Regions from separate parts of the Hordeum vulgare genome. Here all the other regions are linked to region 3. A link is a contact called in public Hi-C data. All regions are on one chromosome and are shown on one strand. The core of a region is the stretch at or near the end of the contact, and the rest is flanking DNA. Distances in the headings are between cores, read along the strand shown. Region 1 has its middle 140 kb from the start of LOC123447937. Region 2 holds the start of LOC123447936 (F-box/WD-40 repeat-containing protein At3g52030). Region 3 has its middle 310 kb from the start of LOC123446159.

Region 1 (3,181 bases), core at 16-2,515, 350 kb after region 3:
TGTTTACCCATGTTCGGACCCTCTCGAAGAGGTAAAACCCTACGTCATGCTTTGATTGTATTGATGATTAGGTATCGAGTACATGATGATGATCTACCTCGAGATCGTAATGTAAGCTCTAAACCCTAAGGTGTATAATTGTCCTCTACCGATCTAACCCTTGGGCTTATATAGACGCTCAGGGTAGGTTACATGCGAGGTCGGTTACCGATATGCTGAATACAAAGTTATCCCTAGAGTGCACGCCAAGTCTTCGATATTTTTTATCTTATGCACGAGAAAGTTTTGATGCTTCGGCCATCCTTCACGCGGTGACTCATCATGCCCTAGTTCGGCCCATGTGAGCTAAATACGATACCCCCTAGTTGAGAACACCCTTACATATGAGCTCGAACATTGTTTTGAATTATCATTTAATTAAGGATTTTACTAACACTATTAAATTGGCATAATATGGGTGCATGATGCTTGTCAACCCAATTAGCCTCTTTCTTTTGAGATGCTCAAAAGTTTTCTATTAAAAAGGTCACATACGAACGAACATATGATATAATGGTTAGAAGGACAGTGGCATCCCAAATCCATGAGAATTCAAGTGGTGTATTTGACACCAGTGCTCGTATTTTTCTAAATTTATTCCGGACCTTTCGCGGTGCGTGTTCAGTAAGAGGAGATGTGCATGTCGACTATGAAGACGACGACGACTTCGTCAATCAAGATGATGTGCCGACTCTATCGCTCGGAGGGGCTCATAGCTATAGGACGTACGTGTGTGTATTCATATTACCGATGAATGGATATGCATATGTTTGAGTATTTTACGTTTGGATTGTACTGTTTCAAAAAAAACATGAACACGCAGAAAAGAGTCACGATTGACAATTTTTTCGAACTACCGAAAGCACTGACTGAAAATGACAAAACGCTTTGTATGAATGGTTCCTGGAGCACAAAAAATAATTTCAAAGTCTTCATACGACCACCACAACATTTTTCTGGGAATCACCGGAGCAGCAGTGGCACATCCTAAGTCTATTTCAAAAAAATGGCGCATCCATTTATTATAAATATAACAGGATTAAAACCATCGCTGTATAATCGAAAATGTAGACAAATTGAGAAAAAGCAAAGTGGGTGACGCGGCGGCCGGCAGCCCATATGCCTCGTCGGGTGAGGACGACTCCACGCACCGGGGATACAACAAGAAGGAGGACATCGGCTCGCCCAAGATGCCCTTCCTTTGGCGCTGGGAGCGCGCGGACCCGCGGATCCCAATCCAACGCCAGCAGCGGCGAAAACTCAGTCGGCATCCCCGCACTATCTGCGTTGCACGGCTCAATCATTTCGGGATCGTGCTTTGTCGGGTCTCCAAGGAAAATAAAAAAGAAAAACAGTGATGTATGTGCCCGTCGCACTCCACTATGCAGTAAACCGTACTTGCTGAAACTCGCAAAATTGCCCGTGCGCAGCCAGAATATTCTTGGGCCATTTTTTATTCCCATTCCAAAAGATTGACCAAATAGCGAGATCAAAATCAACAGAAAAAAAAAGAAGTAAATCCGTTCATCCCACAAAGTTTCTACCAAACAACACGTCTACATAAATCACACAAACAGAACACGTACATGTAATCTGGACAACACATGTACGTACATGCATATGCAGGAAACACCAAAGATTGTTAGATGATATGCGCCACATGTCTGGCACCCCATTCGGGAATATCCGTGGCGCGATCCTTCTCCCCCACACCCTCATGCTGATAAGATCGCGGGAGCAGTGTGATTAGAGAGGCCGCCAGGTGTGCTCCTTGACGAAAGTGATATTTGTCCCCGAGGACACGTGTAGCAGAGCTGATCGATCAGACAAGGTGTGGACCTCGTGGTACAGCGGGGATAGCGACCTGGGCACAACCACCCCATTTTTTCCAAGGACAACTTTTTTTTAAAAAAAAATCCAAGGACAACTTGTAGCGCGGTACTTGGACGCGGCCAACCTGTAGCGAGTTTTTGGATCCAGTGATTGGCCAATTGCGTCGACAGGGAGAGGGGCCACCTTTGCTCCTTTCGATTTTTACTACTCTTTTTTACATGTCGACGTTTGTATTAAATTGGTACTATGTGTCTTCATCATTGGTTGTACTGGCGATAGTTTTTCTTTTTTTGGAGTAAAGTATTGGCGATAATAAGAACCAAGAAAGATATATTAAGGCATTTTTCATGCCATAGCATTTCCATATATTTTTTGGGGGAGGGGGGGGGGGATATTTGGTTTATTCCCTTTAAACAGTGTTACAAACCGCTAATACATAACTCGAGACATTGTCCGGAACACGGTGGAACCAACAGAGGTGCTACCTCCAGAACGACCAATATTAGCTAGACAATGAGTAACATTATTTGATGACGATCTAATTTCTGCGAAATAACTACGCGGTTTCAGGAGCCTCTTAATTACCAGAATCAAATGTCCATGAGCAAAATTTTCCAATGACTCGTCGGTTATAGCAGCAACCAAGACAAAACAGTTGGATTGAATAACAATAGGAAGCTCCGTCCTGTGCAAACTGATTGAGATACCTTCCAATACGGCGCTGATTTCAGATTCTAGAACATCTTTACAATGGAAGAGGTATCTGTAGACCGAGAAAATAACAAGACCTATCGAGTCTTTTAGAATCATACCCGCACCTGCCATTCCATTTTTGTTGACATAAGAGCCATGAGTTGATAGAGCAGCCCATCCTGCCGGCGGTTTAGCATTTCCATATTGAATGGAAGATGTAAATATCTTTGTATGCATAAACACAAGTTTTACACCCTTTTCTAATTGTTTTTTTACAAAATTTGTGGGGAATTGGTTCTTTAAATTTTCGTAGGGAACTGCTTTTATAAATTGTACAAATAAGTAGGAGAATACTTCCAAAGGAATCTTTTGTATCAAGGGATAATCATAAAGTTTGATATTTGTCTTATGATTCAAGAAACCATGATGACTAGAGAAGAAACCAAATGAAAATTCCTAATCCCGATATATAAATGCAGACTAACAATTGGGTAGGCAACCCCTATCCATGGTGGCTTGTACTCAGTGGACAATCCAAAGATTTGTGTCCACTTTAACCTTCTTTGACACTTCCGAAAATAGGATGTACTGAATTTTGTTCTGTTTTCGAAAAGAG
Region 2 (3,025 bases), core at 106-2,605, 470 kb before region 3:
AGACTGATCATGCTAAAAGCCTAAAACTATACAAAAATATTATGAGTTGACAAATGTAACTATTTTTGCCGGTACATTATAACACTCGGAGGCATATGTTCAGAAGACATATACCAGACAACAGGTGCCTACCTTATATCATGACCAATCCACTGATGAACTTCAGCAGACCCTCTAGCAAGAGTTGATGCATGCTCATTCATGGCCAGCGCCTCAAAATAACTTTTCACTGAAATAGTAGAACTCGAGCCTCTTGCCTGTGGATTCCTCTTGTAATATAGATCCCTCATCAGATGGGCCGTGTTGATAATCGTATTCCTAAACAAAGCATAAAATCAGACATGCACACTGTAATCAACACTAGAAATTGCTACATAATTAGGAACTTTCACAAGAAAAAAATGCATCCGGATTGTGGGATGAAAAATGAACAGCACAAATACCAAACTGAAATACAACGACTAGCACAAGAGTTGCATCACAGCAATTGGTAGCTCCCTGGTTTAGGTTCTCAGATCTTTGCCATCTCGCGGATTGAAGTGTGCATCTATGATTTATCAATACTGCTAATAAAATCAGTCCGGTAATAATAATCCGCTAACAGATCGAGAAGTAGGTTCAGTTATATTAGTACTTCCTCCGTTTCAGTTTATAAGTCCGGCACGTGTATCTAGGTCGTCAATTTGACCAACTTAATGAGAGGCATATATTACAAAAAATATATCATTAGAAACTTTAGATGTTCTATTTTCTAATGATATAATTTTTATGTTAAACAATATATTTTATATAAGTCAAATTGACGACCTAGGTACACGCGCATGCCTTATAAACTGTGACGGAGGGAGTATACAATATAAGGAGAGCGTAGAACAAAACGAACGTACTGCTGACAGCAATCAGGAAATGAACTGAAGGAGACACAGGAAAGGGAAGGGAAGGGAAGGGGAGGTGAGATGATCCGCGTAGCAGGTCTGACCATGACTGGCAGACGGCGGAGCAGTGGGCGAGGTCGAAGTGGTCGTCGAGGCGGGAGAAGATGGAACGGAGGGTATCGTCGTTCAGCGACTGCCCCGTCAGCCCGTACCCGCCTCCGCCGCCGCCGCCGCTGCGCCGCTTCGAGGTAAGACCTCCGCCCTGGCTCCGGCTCCGGCTGCTGCTCGCCTCCATCTCTCCCTCTCTCTCTCTCTCAGAAGGGCGAGCCTCTCCTGTCGCCGCCCGCCGGTAGTCGACCGGTCCACTGTAGGCCTGTAGGCATCGTGGACTTCCGGCAGACAGCGTCTGTGTGGACAGCGGTGTTCGCTTGATTGCACCGGCCCAACAAGGTTTCGGGAACCCTCGTCCTCGCAACATCAGATCCCTGAAAGGCGAAACTAAGGGTGTGTTTGGTTGAAGGGATATCCTATCAGGGACAGGGATAACCATTTTTTTCTATGGTTGTTATGCGTTTGGATCTGAGGCGGGGAGGTACAGAGTCAACCAGATGCTGGGAATATTTAAAAAAAAGGATGTGGCCAACAGCCAAAAACGGGCGGGCGGTGGCAACCACTCTGGGGCGGCCGGCGCGGCCGTCGCGGAAGGCGGCCGGCACGGGAGGCGACCGGCGCGGGAGGATCCATCCTCCCAACCAAACAAAAAAAGGATAACCCTACCCTTACAACCAAACAAAAAAAGCTATCCCCAGCCACCTGGTTGGGGATACCCACAACCACCCTAGCCTATCCCTCCAACCAAACACACCCTAAGGCTACTCATAGTTCTATCATATAGTACATACTACTACCTATGTTCCTAAATATAAGTCTTTTTAGAGGTGTTATTGCGGGACTACATACAGATGTATATATACATGTTTTAGAGTGTAGATACCCTCATTTTGCTCCGTATGTAGTCACCTAGACTAGTTTTCCCCAATTACACTTATTTAAGTACAGAGGGAGTATCATATAGTAGTATCATGCATATGATATTATGATATAATAGTATCTTTATAGTGCATACTATCATAAACTAGTATAACATAGATGGTCTCATTTATTGACATGCATGACACATAGTAGCATAGCATTTAACATGATACGGTATCTATCTATGTTATTTTAACTCTCTCTCTCCTCTTTAATTATGTGTCATATCAGCGTGTTTGCTAATTTCAAGGTTATGATACTAGTTATGTTACTCCCACTATGGCCAACTTAAAAACCCCTGTTTTCAGTTGTTGAAAAACATGTTTTAAGAATTAATTTAAGCTGCGACCGGATAGATTCCTTAAACATAAATTGTAAAATCAAATATTTGTTTGTTTTCCTCACATCTTTTTTTGAAAGCGCAATTGCTTTTTAAGATGGTTTTAGTAATCAATAACAATATATGCATCGTTGAACAAATGATCCACTACTCGAATCCTAAATTTACCATCTGTCATGTCTTTATCGTCTGCTGACACATGGCAAAGATCATCTTTGCCGTCAGTTGGCACAAAGCTGACGGCAAACAACACCCTGATGGCAAAGGTGTTGTTTGCCGTCAGCCTTGCCTACCTAACAGCAAATATTTGCCAAAGGGGGCAGCAAAGGAGAGGCTAACAGCAAAGGGGCGCCACCCTAACGGCCGAAGCCCACCCACCCCACCCACCCATTTGTTGTGTGCCTCCCAGCCTTTGCAGACGGCAAAGGGGGCGCCACCCTAACGTCAGTCAGCCCCCACCCCCGCTCCCGTAACGGCACTCACCCCTCTCTCTCACACACACAAAGCCTCCACTCTCTCGCGCGCGCCCCCTGCCCACCCCAGAGCCGCCGCCACCACCACCTGGGCCACTCCGACCCACCACCGCCGCCCACGACCGGAGCTCCCCGCGCCCTGCCCACCCCAGCGCCGCCACCACCACCGAAGCTGCTCCGACCCATCACCGCCACCCACGGCCAGAGCTCGCCCTCCCCTCCTCCCCGCGTCCCTCCTCCCCACGCTCCTGCTCCCTGCGCCGCCGGAGTTGCCCTCCCCTCCTCTCGCGCCGCCGGAGCTCGCC
Region 3 (2,941 bases), core at 316-2,815:
TTATAGCAAATTGTTTCCATTATTGTTTCGAATTTCAAAAAATTCTTCACAAGTTTTCAAAATAGTTGACATTTCAACAGTTGTTCGCAAAATGTTCATTTTTCATGATTCCAAAAAATGTTCATGTTTCAAAAACTATTTCCAAATTCTAAATTGATAATTTTTTAAAATTTTGTCAGTTTGTTTTTCTTTAAAATATTCACAACTTTTCAAAAACTTGTTTGAAATTTAAAAAATGTTCCAGCTTTCAAAACTAGGTCAGAATTTGTGGAAATGTTCATGGTTCCCTTTTTGGAGGAGAAACAAATGTTTATCTTTTCAAATTTTGTTTGTGTTTTTGAATAATTGTTCCGAATTTTATTAAGAATTTATGTGGATTTTTTAGGAGTTCAAAAAAATGTTCCTATTTTAGAAAATTGTTAAAATATTCATGTTTCTATTTTTTAGGAGTTTAAGAAATGTTCCCACTATAAAAAATGTTCACAAATTTCAAACAAATGTTCATGTTTTATACTTTTCTTTGGGAATTTCAAAAAATAATCTTCATTTACTAAAGAATGTTCGCCTTTTCAACAAACATAGACAAGTTCAAAAAATGTTGTTGTTTCAAAAAATGTAAATACGTTCATAAATTGTTCCTGTTTTAAATTTGTTCTCAAATTTCAAAAAATGTTCTTATTTTTTAAAAGTTGTTCTAACATTGAAAATGCTCCTGTTTCTAATTTGTACATACTCTAAGAAATTGTTTATGTTTTCCAAAAATGTTTATGTAATAAAAATTGTTCAAAAAGTCAAAAACATTATACCAGTTTTCATATTTTAATATTAAATTTAAAAAGCGTGCGAGTTTCCAAAAAATGTTCGCGTTTCCAAAAACAATCAGAATTTGAAAAAAAAGTACATATTTTCCAACAAAAATCATAGTTCCAAAGACTGTTCATATTATCAAAAAATGTTTGTGTTTTTAAAATTTCTTCAGAAATTAGAACAAAATACATTTTTATTTTTTTGCGTAAATAGAAAATCTGTTCTGGTTTTAAAAAATATATAATTTGTTCCTTTTTTGCAAAAATGTTTAAGATCCCGAAAAATGTATTTTCACAAAATTTTAGAGTTTTTAAAATTCTTTCATAATTCTCAAAAATAAAACCACGTTCTAAATTTAAATAAAATGTTCGTATAAACTGGGCGTCTATTTTGTACAGTAAATCATTGGAAGTTTTGGTGGCTATTGACGTGGATCACTTGCAGTAGATCTTTGGTTCGGGTCCTCTCACGATTTTTAGTTTTGGGGAATTTTTGGGAACAGTTGTTTTTGTTTACCGCTGTTTTTTTGTTCCTTTACGTATGGAGCTGCAAATTTCACATTATTGTTTGTTAGGCGGAACGGCTAGCTCAGCTCGGAAATTGCTAGGAGGTTTTGGGATTGATTTATAGTGTATGCGCTTTCTTATTTTTGCCTTTTTTCATGTGCGAAAGAGATGCCTCCTCCTACCACTGTAAATGTGCCAGCCCAGGTAGCTGCTTCTGTGCGAAGCGCTATCCTTTTGCCGCAAAGAGCGGCGGGACCTCCTATGCAGCGCTGTAGGCGTCCATTATAAAGCTGGTGCTGTCAGCGTCGTTGGCATGGGCCGGTCAACGAGTGCACTCGTTCACTCTAGTAAACGAAACTGAGTTTGATAGCTCGCTTCGCTGGATCACGCTACTTGCCAACTATTTTTATTTTTTTCTATTGATTCAGTAGGAAAAAACCTCCCAGTTTTTCTATTTCTTATATGATGTAAAATCAAAAAAAGTTTTGCAGATTTTAGGAAAAAAGTTCATCCATTTTGACAAAAAGTTCAGCTCTTTAAAAAAGGTTCATAAAATCTGAAAAAAATTCAACGATTCCTAGAAAAGTTCATCGATTCTGAAAAAAAGTTCGTTGATTTTAAAAAAAGTTCATCAATTTGTAATGATGTTCATCGATTCTGGAGAAGGTTCTTCCATTCTGGAAAAAGTTTATCTACTTTGAAACATAGTTCATCAATTTTGAAAGAAAGTTTCTCAAATATGAAAAACTGCATCAGATTTGAAAAAAGTTCACCGATTCTGAAAAGAGTTTGTCTATTTTGAAAAACTTCATCGATTTTGGAAAATAAATCCATTGAATATCAAAAAAAGTTCATCTATTAGCATAAAGATTCACGTGTTTGCTAAATAAATTATCTACCCGAAAGAAGAGAAAATAGAAAAAAAGGGGAAAAGAAAAAAGAAAAAAGAAAAAGGGAAATCAATATAAAAGAGGGAAAAATTGAAGTTTACCACATCCTGCTCGCTGTTGTGATGGTTATACCGGCTTGCCTTGGCTCGGTAGGTCGCTTGTTCGATTTGTCGTGTCGTGATGGATTAAAAACATTGAAAAAAGACGTTAGATGTGTCGGTCCATTGAAGAACGCGCATGCAGCGCAAAATAGGAAGTCAACATCAGAAAATCTCTATAGCACACACTCCCAATCGTACTGGGCCTCAGCATATTACTGCTTCTTTCGCTCGCTCGCTCGCATGTATTGTATGTTTTAAGCATATATAACCTTTATTAAATTTGGATGTTCACAGGGATAAATATTATATCGGGCGTAGATACAAGCCACATGTGGCGCCCGGGAGACAAAGAAACCGCTGGTTTTGCAAGAGCATGCGCTTCGGCATTAAACTTTCTATTCTCATGTACAAAGCGAATATTATGAAAAGGAACTAGATCGATGGTTTATCTCACTGATAGCTGAAGTGTAGTGGCATGGAACTTCCGAGCCAATCATGAAGATCACGGCAGCACAATCCGAAGCCACACAGATAGAGTTCAGCGATTACGACACATGACAGCTGCAACCCCCTGCCTACCACACCTAGACACACCACCATCCGCATTGGGCTTAGCATCCAAGTTGATTGGTGGAAG

Evidence for each region. Hi-C and Micro-C count contacts between places; a contact is called where the count stands out from the background.
Region 1: a contact with region 3 is called in a Hi-C map of seedling, with 6 times the contacts expected there. The contact joins two enhancer-like sites. A contact is called at or near these places in 3 of 6 Hi-C or Micro-C datasets (leaf and seedling).
Region 2: a contact with region 3 is called in a Hi-C map of seedling, with 7 times the contacts expected there. The contact joins the promoter of LOC123447936 here to the enhancer-like site in region 3. A contact is called at or near these places in 2 of 6 Hi-C or Micro-C datasets (leaf and seedling).

What each region holds. Positions count from the first base shown.
Region 1 is chr4H:78,013,411-78,016,591 of MorexV3_pseudomolecules_assembly, forward strand. No RefSeq gene overlaps it. Among protein-coding and RNA genes, the nearest start is that of LOC123447937, 140 kb to the right of the region's middle. Within about 2 kb of position 1,266, at least 3 of the 3 cell types and tissues checked have open chromatin away from gene starts, as enhancers often do. A contact at or near this core is called in leaf and seedling, where this site is marked.
Region 2 is chr4H:77,190,148-77,193,172 of MorexV3_pseudomolecules_assembly, forward strand. LOC123447936 (F-box/WD-40 repeat-containing protein At3g52030) reads right to left here and starts at 1,356. Exons shown (of 9, transcript XM_045124672.1): 1 at 980-1,356; 2 at 133-318. The coding sequence starts at 1,353.
Region 3 is chr4H:77,658,971-77,661,911 of MorexV3_pseudomolecules_assembly, forward strand. No RefSeq gene overlaps it. Among protein-coding and RNA genes, the nearest start is that of LOC123446159, 310 kb to the left of the region's middle. Within about 2 kb of position 1,566, at least 3 of the 3 cell types and tissues checked have open chromatin away from gene starts, as enhancers often do. A contact at or near this core is called in leaf and seedling, where this site is marked.